Linked DNA regions of Pan troglodytes: region 1 is linked to region 2. The links are chromatin contacts, called in public Hi-C maps. All regions are on one chromosome and are shown on one strand. Each heading gives the region's core, a stretch centred on a gene start, on an enhancer-like site or on the middle of the called end of the contact. The rest is flanking DNA. Distances are from core to core; before and after follow the strand shown. Region 1 has its middle 88 kb from the start of SARAF. Region 2 has its middle 170 kb from the start of DUSP4.

Region 1 (5,149 bases), core at 641-3,140, 480 kb after region 2:
AGGTTTTCACTATGTTGGCCAGGCTGGTCTCGAACTCCTGACTTCAGGTCATCTGCCCACCTCAGCCTCCCAAAGTGCTGGCATTATAGGCGTGAGCCACTGCACCCAGCCAGAAAGTTTAAAATGAGAAGGATATTTGGGTTGGGAAGGAGAACTGGAGAGACTGAGATAGGTAAATAAAGAGTATTTGTTCTGTTTTGAACATTGTGAAAATTAGGTCCGTGTGCCACCCGGCTGGGAATGTTTAGAAGACAGTGAAGAAGGTAGAAATGATCTTCACTGGGGTAGGTTGAAGTTGAGGGAGGAAAAAAAAAAAACACACACACACACTACATGAAATAAGCAGGTGACCATTTGTGACCCTGGAGAGAACCATTTCTGCAGAGACGTCTCAATGGGAAGTGAAATGCAAGGGTTAGTTAAGGACGTAGTCAGTGGGAGGAAGTGGACGAGACAAGACAGCTTCATAACGATACAGCCCTTTTCTGATTATAAAAACTCATAGCAATTTATTGCAAAACGTTTTTAAGGAAGTATAAAGAAAACTTACATTTCCCATCCTCCCACCCCCAGAGATAAACACTATCAACATCTCGGGATAGTTCCCTCCAGACATTTTTTCTCTGCATATATTAGGGAGGTTTGGGTTTTTTAATTGGAATCACACTTTACATGCAGGTTTATTCCTGATTGTTTCACTGAACTTATATCTGAAGAATTTTTATATGTAATTAAATAGTTTTCAAATGCTGTTTTCAATGTTTTGAGCCCAACTTTTGCAAAACTAAACCACAGTTCATGTCAACAGCTAGGACAATCATCATTGTTTCAAATCTCTTAATGTTATAAAGCTCCATCTTCCTTGATGTTGGGGAGAACGATAAAGACAGAAAGTTAGCTCCAGGGTATGGCAGGTGGAGGGGAGAGGGATTGAAGGGATTTTGTTTGTTTTTAATGTAGGAAAACCCTGAATTTGTTTGAAGATAGATCCAAGAGAAATTCAGATCGAACACTGAAAAGGCTTCAAGGCTCTGGGGAAGACCTGAGTTTATGGGAGGCTGGTGCTCTTGAGCCTCGCCTCAGCCCACAGACAGACCAAGAGAGACCCCACACCACCACGGTCAACTCACTGCATGAGACTTAAACATGGTGCCTGCTTCTGTGCAGCCCCATGACCCTCCGCTGTTGGGAACTTGATGTCCTACTCAGGGCGACAAAATGGCACCAGAGGAAGTTATCCTGAAGGTTAACTGTCAGTTATCCTGACTTTCAGGGCTAATGAGATCATATCTTCTGAGCTCCTCAGAAAAACAGGCTACCTAGAATTAGGACAAACTCTTGTTCTAATTATTTAGCGGGGCCATGTTGCCTCCTCTCTTCTGATGGTCAGTCCTGGCTCTGGGGGCTCAAGACTGCTTCCTTCTCCTTTGCTTTCCATCCCTCCCAGAGGCCAATGTGACTATATCTGCCTGGCCTGCTCAGCCTACTTTTGATCCCGTCCCGGCCCAGCCTCCATTCCAATCCACAAAAGCATTAAGATCCCCAAATGCCAAGGCCTGCAGCTCAGCTCCTGTGCCCTTCAGCAATCCTTGCCGCCTCGGTTTGCTGCACAATCCTCCGTAGAGAGCTGCCTGAGGTTCTATGTAAGCATCAGCCTATCCTCTACTGAAAACTCTTTTGATGTTTTTGTTCCTGAAAATACCCAAGTAGTGCATTACTGGAAGAAAAGGAAAGGGAACATGAGTCTCCAAGGGCTGAACATCCCTTTGCATTTCGGATCGCCTGAAACTATCATGCCAAAAAGTCAATCAAGCAGCATGTATTAAGCCACGTGCATTGGTGTCACGGCCAGTTTCCCCAAGACAATACTAAGGAAACATGAATGGGAAGAAAGGGCAGAGCTATTCGGTAGCCAGGACTACCCTCTAGTGTTCAGTCAGAGGCCTTAACTCCCTCCACAACCCCACAAGCCAAATAAAAATAATACGAAGATACTCATTGCTAAACAGTGGATTGTTCATCTTACAGCATCTTAATGTTTTTTTGCATTACCGTTACCAGTCTAGGCCACACACAGAAAGGCAAGCTGTTCTTTTGACAAATTATTCCAACTGAATACAAGATTGTTTAAGGCAGCCATGGGTCATTTATTCACTATCTGATAGCAATAATATCCATGTCTGATCATGCAGCAGGGTTATTTTACAACTATTAAACTAACCCTAGAAAACGTTGTTTTAGTTTTGGAGGGTTTGGGGGATTGACTGTTTTTTACTGATGCGAGCTCTGTGTTGCCCAGGCTGGAGTGCAGTGGCTATTCACAGGTGCAGTCATAGCACACTGTAGCTTCCAACTCCTGGGCTCAAGCAATCCTCCTGCCTCAGGCTCCCCATTAGCTGGGACTACAGGCCCCTGCCAGCATGCAAGCTCCAGAATATGTTTTGATGGTAACATCTAGTGCTATCAAAATGGTTAAAAAACGGATAAACTCATACTTTGTGTGTATATATACATGTATGTGTGTATATACACACATACATATACATATATGTGTATATACACACATACATATACATATATATGTGTATATACATATACGTGTGTATATATATATACATATATACATATGTGTGTATATACATATATACATATGTGTGTATATATGTGTGTATATATACACATGCATGTATGTGTGTGTATATATACACATACATGTACATATATGTGTGTGTATATATATATTTTTTTTTTTCTTTTGAGATGGAGTCTTGCTCTGTCACCCAAGCTGGAGTGCAGTATCTCAGCTCACTACAACCTCCGCCTTCCAGGTTCAAGCAATTCTCTTGCCTCAGCCTCCTGCATAGTTGGGATTGCAGGCACCTGCCACCACACCCAGCTGATTTTTGTATTTTTAGTAGAGTCAGGGTTTTATCATGTTAGCCAAACTGGTCTCGAACTCCTGACCCCAAGTGATCCACCTGCCTCGGCCTCCCAAAGGGCTGGGATTACAGGTGTGAGCCACTGCGCCCGGTCATACTTTGTATATTGATATTTGCTAAACTCATCATTGTATATTGGGAAGCAACATTATAATATGTTTAGGTATCATGAAATATGTTACCTTTTGATCCTGATTCCAGGAAATAATGCAACAGAATTTTTTAAATGATACAAATAGGAAAGTAGACCACAGCTTTATTTGCAATAGCTTCTTACTGTTATATTATTCGGCCACTTAAAATAATGATTTTAAAGCCTCTATTTGTGGTTTCATGTAAAATGAAAAAAGCAGGTTGTAAATTGCATGTACAGTGTAATTACAAGTTGTAAAATGTGTACATTGTATGGATATGTACAAACACTAGGTTGGAATGTAAAATAATAAATACAAATAATATTTGGTCACTTTGTGTTAAAGTAAGAGATGCTATTTGTTATTTGTATATTCTTTGTTTTGTTGTTTTGTTTTTAATTTTTTTAAGGCTGCCTTTAAACTGCTTACTAACATGTATCCAGCTTGGAAAAATGTTCTCAGGTCCACAAGACCCTTTCTCAACTCAAAGCTAAGCCATTAAGTAATTCTCAGCTTGTGGCTTGAGGCCAAATGATCGTTTTGTGGTTTTTGTTGCTAAAGCCAAGAATCCTATTAATTGGAAATAAGACATAATGAATACACAATAACAAATGAATTACAAGAAATATCATGGCCTATCAGTAAAACCACGTTATATGAATTACACAATGTTAGATGAATTATATGAATATCAAGGATGTGAATGTAATGTTGACATGAATAACTTGGAATAAGAGTCTTAATAAAAATATCAGAACATGTAATTGTACATTCACACCTCTTAGCAACAGTTTAATCACATAGATCGGAAGTAAGTTTGAGGTGCTTTATGTTGATGAAATTGTTAGTGTTAGTTTTTCTTTTGCTGTAAAGTTCTTATGGTTCAAAATTTTTTATGGCAACTCACCTTAGAGATTAAGAAATCTGGAGTCAAGTAGACCTGTGCTTAGTCCTCCTCTTGTACTCAGGAGAAGTTTCTGTGGTCTCAGCAAATTAGCAGGTGACCCAGAAGTGTTCTCAAAACCAGGCAAGCGGTAGCTAGAACAAAGTGATTGTCTAAAAAGCAGCTTTATAATGGGCTTTCACAGAGTGTTTGTAGCATCCAGTTGAGGATTTGTGACAAAGATAAAAATCCTAGCCAGGTTTTGGTCTTTAACTGAAGATTTGGTTCAAGCCACTGGAATAGTCATAGAACAGATTTGAAATCACACCATACTCATGGCTATACGATTCAAAATTAATGACACAACTATCTGAATATCTCCAAATATACGACATGAGGATAAAGATATAGCCCAGAGAATGTTTCAGAAACAGCCAAACCATTCAAAGGCAGAACAAAGAAAGGTAAGGTATGTTGTTAAAACAGGCCAGTCAGGGACAAATAAATCAATCTTGACAAATAATATTAATCTTCTCATAAATGATTTCCTCACTGAAATTTGTATGCAAATCAATTCGAGAGTAGAAACATAAGGAAAAATGGAAACATTCACAAAATTAATGAATAGCCTTTCTTTTTTATTTTATTTTATTTTTTTTTTGAGACAGAGTCTCGCTCTGTCGCCCAGGCTGGAGTGCAGTGGCGTGATCTCGGCTCACTGCAAGCTCCGCCTCCCGGGTTCACGCCATTGTCCTGCCTCAGCCTCCCCAGCAGCTGGGACTACAGGCGCCCGCCACCATGCCCTGCTAAATTTTTTGTGTGTTTTTAGTAGAGACGGGGTTTCACCGTGTTAACCAGGATGGTCTCAATCTCCTGACCTCGTGATCCGCCAGCCTCAGCCTCCCAAAGCCTCCCAAAGTGCTGGGATTACAGGCGTGAGCCACCGCTCCCGGCCTGAATAGCCTTTCTAATGATGAACATATTGGCTGGGCATGGTGGCTCATGCCTGTAATCCCAGCACTTTGGGAGACTGAGGCGGGCGAATCACTTGAGGTCAGGAGTTCGAGACCAGCCTGGCCAACATGGTGAAACCCCATCTCTACTAAAACTACAAAAATTAGCCAGGCCTGGTGGCATGTGCCTGTAATCTCAGCTACTCAGGAGGATGAGGCAGGAGATTCACTTGAACAGGA
Region 2 (5,638 bases), core at 1,897-4,396:
CCGCCTCCCAGGTTCAAGTGATTTTCCTGCCCCAGCCTCCTGAGTAGCTGGGATTACAGGTGTGTGCCACCATGCCCAGCTAATTTTCGTATTTTTAGTAGAGATGGGGTTTCACCATGTTGGTCAGGCTGGTCTCGAACTCCTGACCTCATGATCTGCCCACCTCAGCCTCCCAATGTGCTGGGATTACAGGAGTGAGCCACCACGCCCGGCTGGGTGCTTTTAAAGGCAATGTGAAGTGCTGCAATGGTTGACAGCTTGCTTTGTGTTGGTTGGCATCTTTTAATATCTTCAAATATTGCACCAAAATGTTTGACCACAAAAGTGTAGGAGCACTCAATAAAGGTAGCGCTATGACTTCTCGAGGTTCCTATTAGTTCTCACACATCAAAAATCTCTGGGAGGGCTTCATCCTTCTTTGATTTCATTATGATGTCCCCTGACACATGGGGGTGTTCTGGCCCCAGCCCATGACTGTCTTGTGTTTTTTCACTTTAAAGCTTGCACCTAACTTGCATTGCCTGGTGTTTTCACATTTTCGTTGTGTTAATCTAGAGGGCATGCTTCCCCATCTTACATCCTATTTATGTGTGTTTGATTGTGTGGTAGGAAAATAAAGTGTGCCCTCACCTCCCTCCCCACTGGCCGCCGAAGATGTCTACATCCTAATCCTCAGAATCTGTGAGTGTTATAATGCATGGCAAAAGGAGAATTAAAGTTGCAGATGGAATTAAAGTTGCTCATCAGCTGACTTTAACAAGAATTATCCTGGTTTATCTTATGTTAACACAAAGGACCTTAGAAGATGGAGGCAGAAGCGTAGATCAGAGGTACTCAATGTGAGGAGGACCCAACCGGCCTCGCTGGCTTTGAAGATATAGGAAGGTGCAGTTTGAGGGTGTTCTTGTAGACATGGAGACCGATTCTTTCCTAGAGCCTCCAGAAAGAACACAGTCCTGCTGATGCCTCGATTTTAGCCCAGTGAGACCCATTTCTGACTTCCAATTTCCAGAATTGAAAGATAATAAGTTGTATTGTTTAAGCCACTAAGTTTGGGCCAGCCACGGTGGCTCATGCCTGTACTCCCAGCACTTTGGGAGACCTGGGTGGGCGGATCTCTTGAGGTCAGGAGTTTGAGACCACCATAGCCAACATGGTGAAACCCTGTCTCTACTTAAAAAAAATACAAAAAATAAGCTGGGCGTAGGGCACGCGCCTATAATCCCAAGCTGAGGCAGGCGGATCGCTTGAACCTGGCAGGCAGGGGTTGCAGTGAGCCAAGATTGCGTCACTGCAGTCCAGCCTGGGCGACAGAGTGAGACTCCGTCTCAAACAAACAAACAAACAAACAAACAAAAAAACCACCAGGTTTGTGGTGATTTGTGACAGCAGTCATAGGAAACATATAATTTGCATCTCCTATAATGTTAGCTTGGTCAATATCACAGCATCAGGTAGAAGCCATGGGCCAGGAAATGAGCTCCTACTGGCCACAGAGGTCCTGGCTGGCACCTTCCTTCCAGGACTCTCCTTGCAGGGGGGTGAGGGGGAAAAGACCACGATGCTGAGGAGCTCTGCTGGGAAAAGCATGAGCTATGTCCCCAAGGACCTTCCTCATCTTTGCACACCTTCCAGCACATTCTGCGCACTTGTCATGGGCTCACTTCCTGTTTGGGTCATTTACTTACCAGAAATGTCTCTCCTTTTCTGAGAACAAGTCTGCTTGACCATGTAGAGAGAAGCTGTTCAGTAAACACATACCAAGGTTTCATTTTGAAAAGCTTCATGTGAGAGCTGAGGTTGGAAACCTAAAAGACCCCCAAGTTTAGCAGTGGTTTAGTGAATAAGTGACTGTGAAATGTCCCAGAAATATGCTTGGCTTTCAAAAACTAGTATTTAAAATATCTAGTCTTCTCTCTAAAAGATGGAAGAGAAATTAGTTTTGAAAATCCTTTTGGCTAAAAGCCTACTGTTCTGACATATTTTTCCTCCTGGGACTCACTTTCCTAGAACTGCCTGTCTCTGGTACCTTGTATCTGGAACTCTCCTGAGGTTTATTTGCATTGTTGAATTCCTGCCTTAGGGTTATTGAAGAGTAATGAATTGAATGTTTGAGTTGTTTGTGGTAAGTTATTAATTCCTCCCCCGCCTTTTTTTTTGGAGACTGTCTCTCTCTCTCATCCAGGCTGGAGTGCAGTGGCGTGATCTCGTCTCACTGCAACCTCCACCTACCAGGTTCAAGTGATTCTCCTGCCTCAGCCTGCTGAGTAGCTGGGATTACAGGCACATGCCACCACTCCCGGCTAATTTTTTTTTTTTTTTTTAGTAGAGACAAGGTTTCATCATTTTGGCCAGGCTGGTCTCGAATTCCTGACCTCAAGTGATCCGCCTGCCTCCCAAAGTGCTGGGATTACAGGCGTGAGCCACTGTCCCTGGCCAGTAAGTTATTAATTCCATCAGTGAGAGAGACAGCTCTGTGGTTAATGGCACTCATAGGACCATAGAGAAGTGTGAAAAGAGGGATCTCAGCTTATCTAATAGAATGTCAGCCACTGCTGAATTACCTTTGGATGGTCCACAAAGAAGTTGCAGAGATACTCTCATAGGAGAAACAGCCCCATGAGCCACTTCAGGATGGCTTGGCTTTCAGTGAGTTGCTGATAAATATCAGATTTCAGTAAAAATCGAATTTGAAATAGTTTACATATAAAATAGAAGCCTAAATTATCGATCCTGGAGTGTACAGCGAGAGGAGAGAGAAAATTACACCAGCAATTACATTACAATGTAATAAATGGTAAATACAGGTGGCCTCTCCTCTCTCTCTCTCTTTCAATTTCCCTCTCTCTCTTCTCTCTCTTTTTCCCAGTTTTTCTTCTCTCTGCAGAGACCAAAAGCTGCTTGAAGACATATGATATGTTTTACTTCTCTTTTTTCCCCCTCAGGGCCTTGCCTTGTAGGGGCTCAATATGGCTTTATTATTTTACCCTTAGCTGTTTGTCTTTTTAGAAAGTATTTTATGTGTTCTTCTTTAGGTTGGGAGGAGGGTGACTTCTTGGTATTTCAGAAGGACTCCAGAACACAATGCAGTAAGTGTTGCACTGAGAAACATCACGTAGCAGGGAAGATTTAAGGGCCAGGCCTTCAGGATCTCTTGTGATTAGACGCCTAAGCCTATTTGTAAGGCCGTGGGAGTACTTCTCCAGGCACGGAGAAGAATGCTGGAGCTAACAAGAAAGCCCTTTTCTGCTGTGTACTATATGTCATAATGTTAAAAAAAGGGGGGAGGGACATGATGAAAAAGAAAGGCCTGGAACTTAAGAGCGATTCTGTTCCCAAGTGGAAGGCATGTTTTTTCTTATTGCTGTAAGCGGTGGCAGGCATCCCCAGGCCAGCAACAAACATCCGGGAGCTTTGGTATTAGGCAGGATGTTAGCATGCCAGCCTCATGGAGAAAAGGAACAATGGCTGTTTAATTTGCTTTTTATAGCAAAGCCCATTTGGGACGAATGAAGACAGGAGGATCTTAGAAGAGCTTCCTTTCCCGGAGGGTTGGCCCATCTGCTCCATGGAGAGGAGAGTGTGCTGACTCAGGAAGCCGAGCCAGCCAGGCCCTGAGCGGCGCCTCTGCCAGGACGCTGGCCCACGCGGCCACTGCACAAATGGTGTGCAGAGTGCAGGAGGCACATTAGGGCTCTTAAGGATGGGACAACTGACTTCTGTCCGGGGATTACTGAGACATATGTTCCGTGACCACCATAAGCATGCTTTCTCTAACAAAGCCTCTTTTATGGGGTATTGTTGGAGAAACGAAAAATACACAAACTCCTCTCTGCAAGGGATTGAACATTTAAGGAAATGTGACCAAACTATTTCTAAGCATCATATATCTTTGTGCCTTTTAAAGCAGAAAACAGGGAACAAAATACAAACCTCTATGAATGCTTTGGGTTATTAATACAAAGATCAAGTTTTAAGCATAACCAATGATCATAACTACTATTTTATTTTGGTGTTCAAAACACTGTATTGTGGGCCTGGCACAGTGGTTCACACCTGTAATCCCAGCACTTTGGGAGGCTGAGGTGGGCAGATCACCTGAGGTCAGGAGTTCGAGACCAGCCTAGCCAACATGGTGAAACCCCGTCTCTACTAAAAATACAAAAATTAGCTGGGTGTGGTGGCGGGCGCCTGTAATCCCAGCTACTAGGGAGGCTGAGGCAGAAGAATTGCTTAAACCTGGGAGGCGGAGGTTGCAGTGAGCCGAGGTAGCGCCACTGCACTCCACACTCCAGCCTGGATGACAGAGAGAGACTCCATCTCAAAAAAAGAGAAACAAAAACAAAACAAAAGAAACAAAACAAACACTGTATTGAAACTTATAGAACTACATCAACCAGCTATAAACTGTGATACTTTTTGAATTCAGGAATTTATTTTTCATCATCTTTCTGTTTCTTGCTGCTTTGACGTCGTTTCAGAGTCAGTCTCAGTATTTTCTTCCTTTTTTCTCTCCCACTCCTTTCTACTGAAACTAATAAATTACTTCGTTATAGTCGTATATGAGGGCAAGAATAAACAAGCTCTGGAAAGAACCTAATAAGTTTCCTATAAACTGAACCGATAGCTCTTCAGGCTGTTCCCAGGCTTGTTTTTGTTTTCTTCTTACATCAATGTTTCTGCCTGTCTTGCGGAGGATGCTGCAGTGGTGACCTCCAGATAAGGAAGGCATTTTAGGCTGTGACAGGTGAGCAGGCGTCTTCCCTGAATGGCTCTGATTAGGTTGAGAGTTCGAGGGCACAGACAAGATCTGGCTGAGAAAAGGACCTCTCTGTTGGGAGCTCAGCCCCCAAACTCAGTGACATTTGGCACACTGAATGCTGGTGTTTTCTCTCTGTATGGGCTGAGGCAAAATCAGCTGAGGCGCCCTATCTTTTCCTCATATTTTTGCTTAGATGCAATGCACATATTCCAGGTGAGTCCCTACACAAGATAATGATCGTTTCAGAACCTTAGATGACATCATTTGGAGATTTGTTGAGTGGCTATCAACCACCCCAACTGCTGTTGGTAAAGAAGAGATAACAGAGTGAAAATATTTGTCATATGAGTTTCACTATTTTTTTTAGTCATATATGTTCTGATGTGGTAGTGGGAGTAAAGAACTGTCTTATGACTGCTCTAGATATCAGAGATGGAAAATTCTTAGCTCATTCATTACCCTTCAAGACTCATATGCCATACGGCTTTCTGTTGATCTTCTGGGCTGATTTCATCTGCACCTGCTTCCTTCTCAGGAGATACTAAGTGATAAATGATCTCAGGGCTGGAGAGATATTTCAAAGGAATCACATCCAGTGGTGCCACTCCTATTTCATTTGGCCATATTCCTTTAGTGGGTGAGGTTTTCCCAGGCTATCAGTCATTCATTTAGTTCTGAGTCTCATGAAACCCAGAGCTAGTCATTTGACAACATTCCTGTGCCTCAATTTCCCTTCTTTAACAGCTCGGCAATAGAAACAGAATGTGAGCCACATACATAATTTCAAACATTCTAGAATTCACATTAAAAGAGTAAAAAGAATAAACCAGACCCAGAAATGCAAATACCATCTGATCTCACTTTGTGGAATCTAAA

What was found. Hi-C and Micro-C count contacts between places; a contact is called where the count stands out from the background.
Region 1: a contact with region 2 is called in a Hi-C map of stem cell-derived neural progenitor cells, with 2.7 times the contacts expected there. The contact joins two enhancer-like sites. A contact is called at or near these places in 2 of 7 Hi-C or Micro-C datasets (induced pluripotent stem cells and stem cell-derived neural progenitor cells).

The regions. Positions count from the first base shown.
Region 1 is chr7:38,367,486-38,372,634 of NHGRI_mPanTro3-v2.0_pri, forward strand. No RefSeq gene overlaps it. Among named protein-coding and RNA genes, the nearest start is that of SARAF, 88 kb to the right of the region's middle. Within about 2 kb of position 1,891, at least 4 of the 24 cell types and tissues checked have an H3K27ac peak or open chromatin away from gene starts, as enhancers often do. A contact at or near this core is called in stem cell-derived neural progenitor cells, where this site is marked.
Region 2 is chr7:37,881,980-37,887,617 of NHGRI_mPanTro3-v2.0_pri, forward strand. No RefSeq gene overlaps it. Among named protein-coding and RNA genes, the nearest start is that of DUSP4, 170 kb to the left of the region's middle. Within about 2 kb of position 3,147, at least 3 of the 24 cell types and tissues checked have an H3K27ac peak or open chromatin away from gene starts, as enhancers often do. A contact at or near this core is called in stem cell-derived neural progenitor cells, where this site is marked.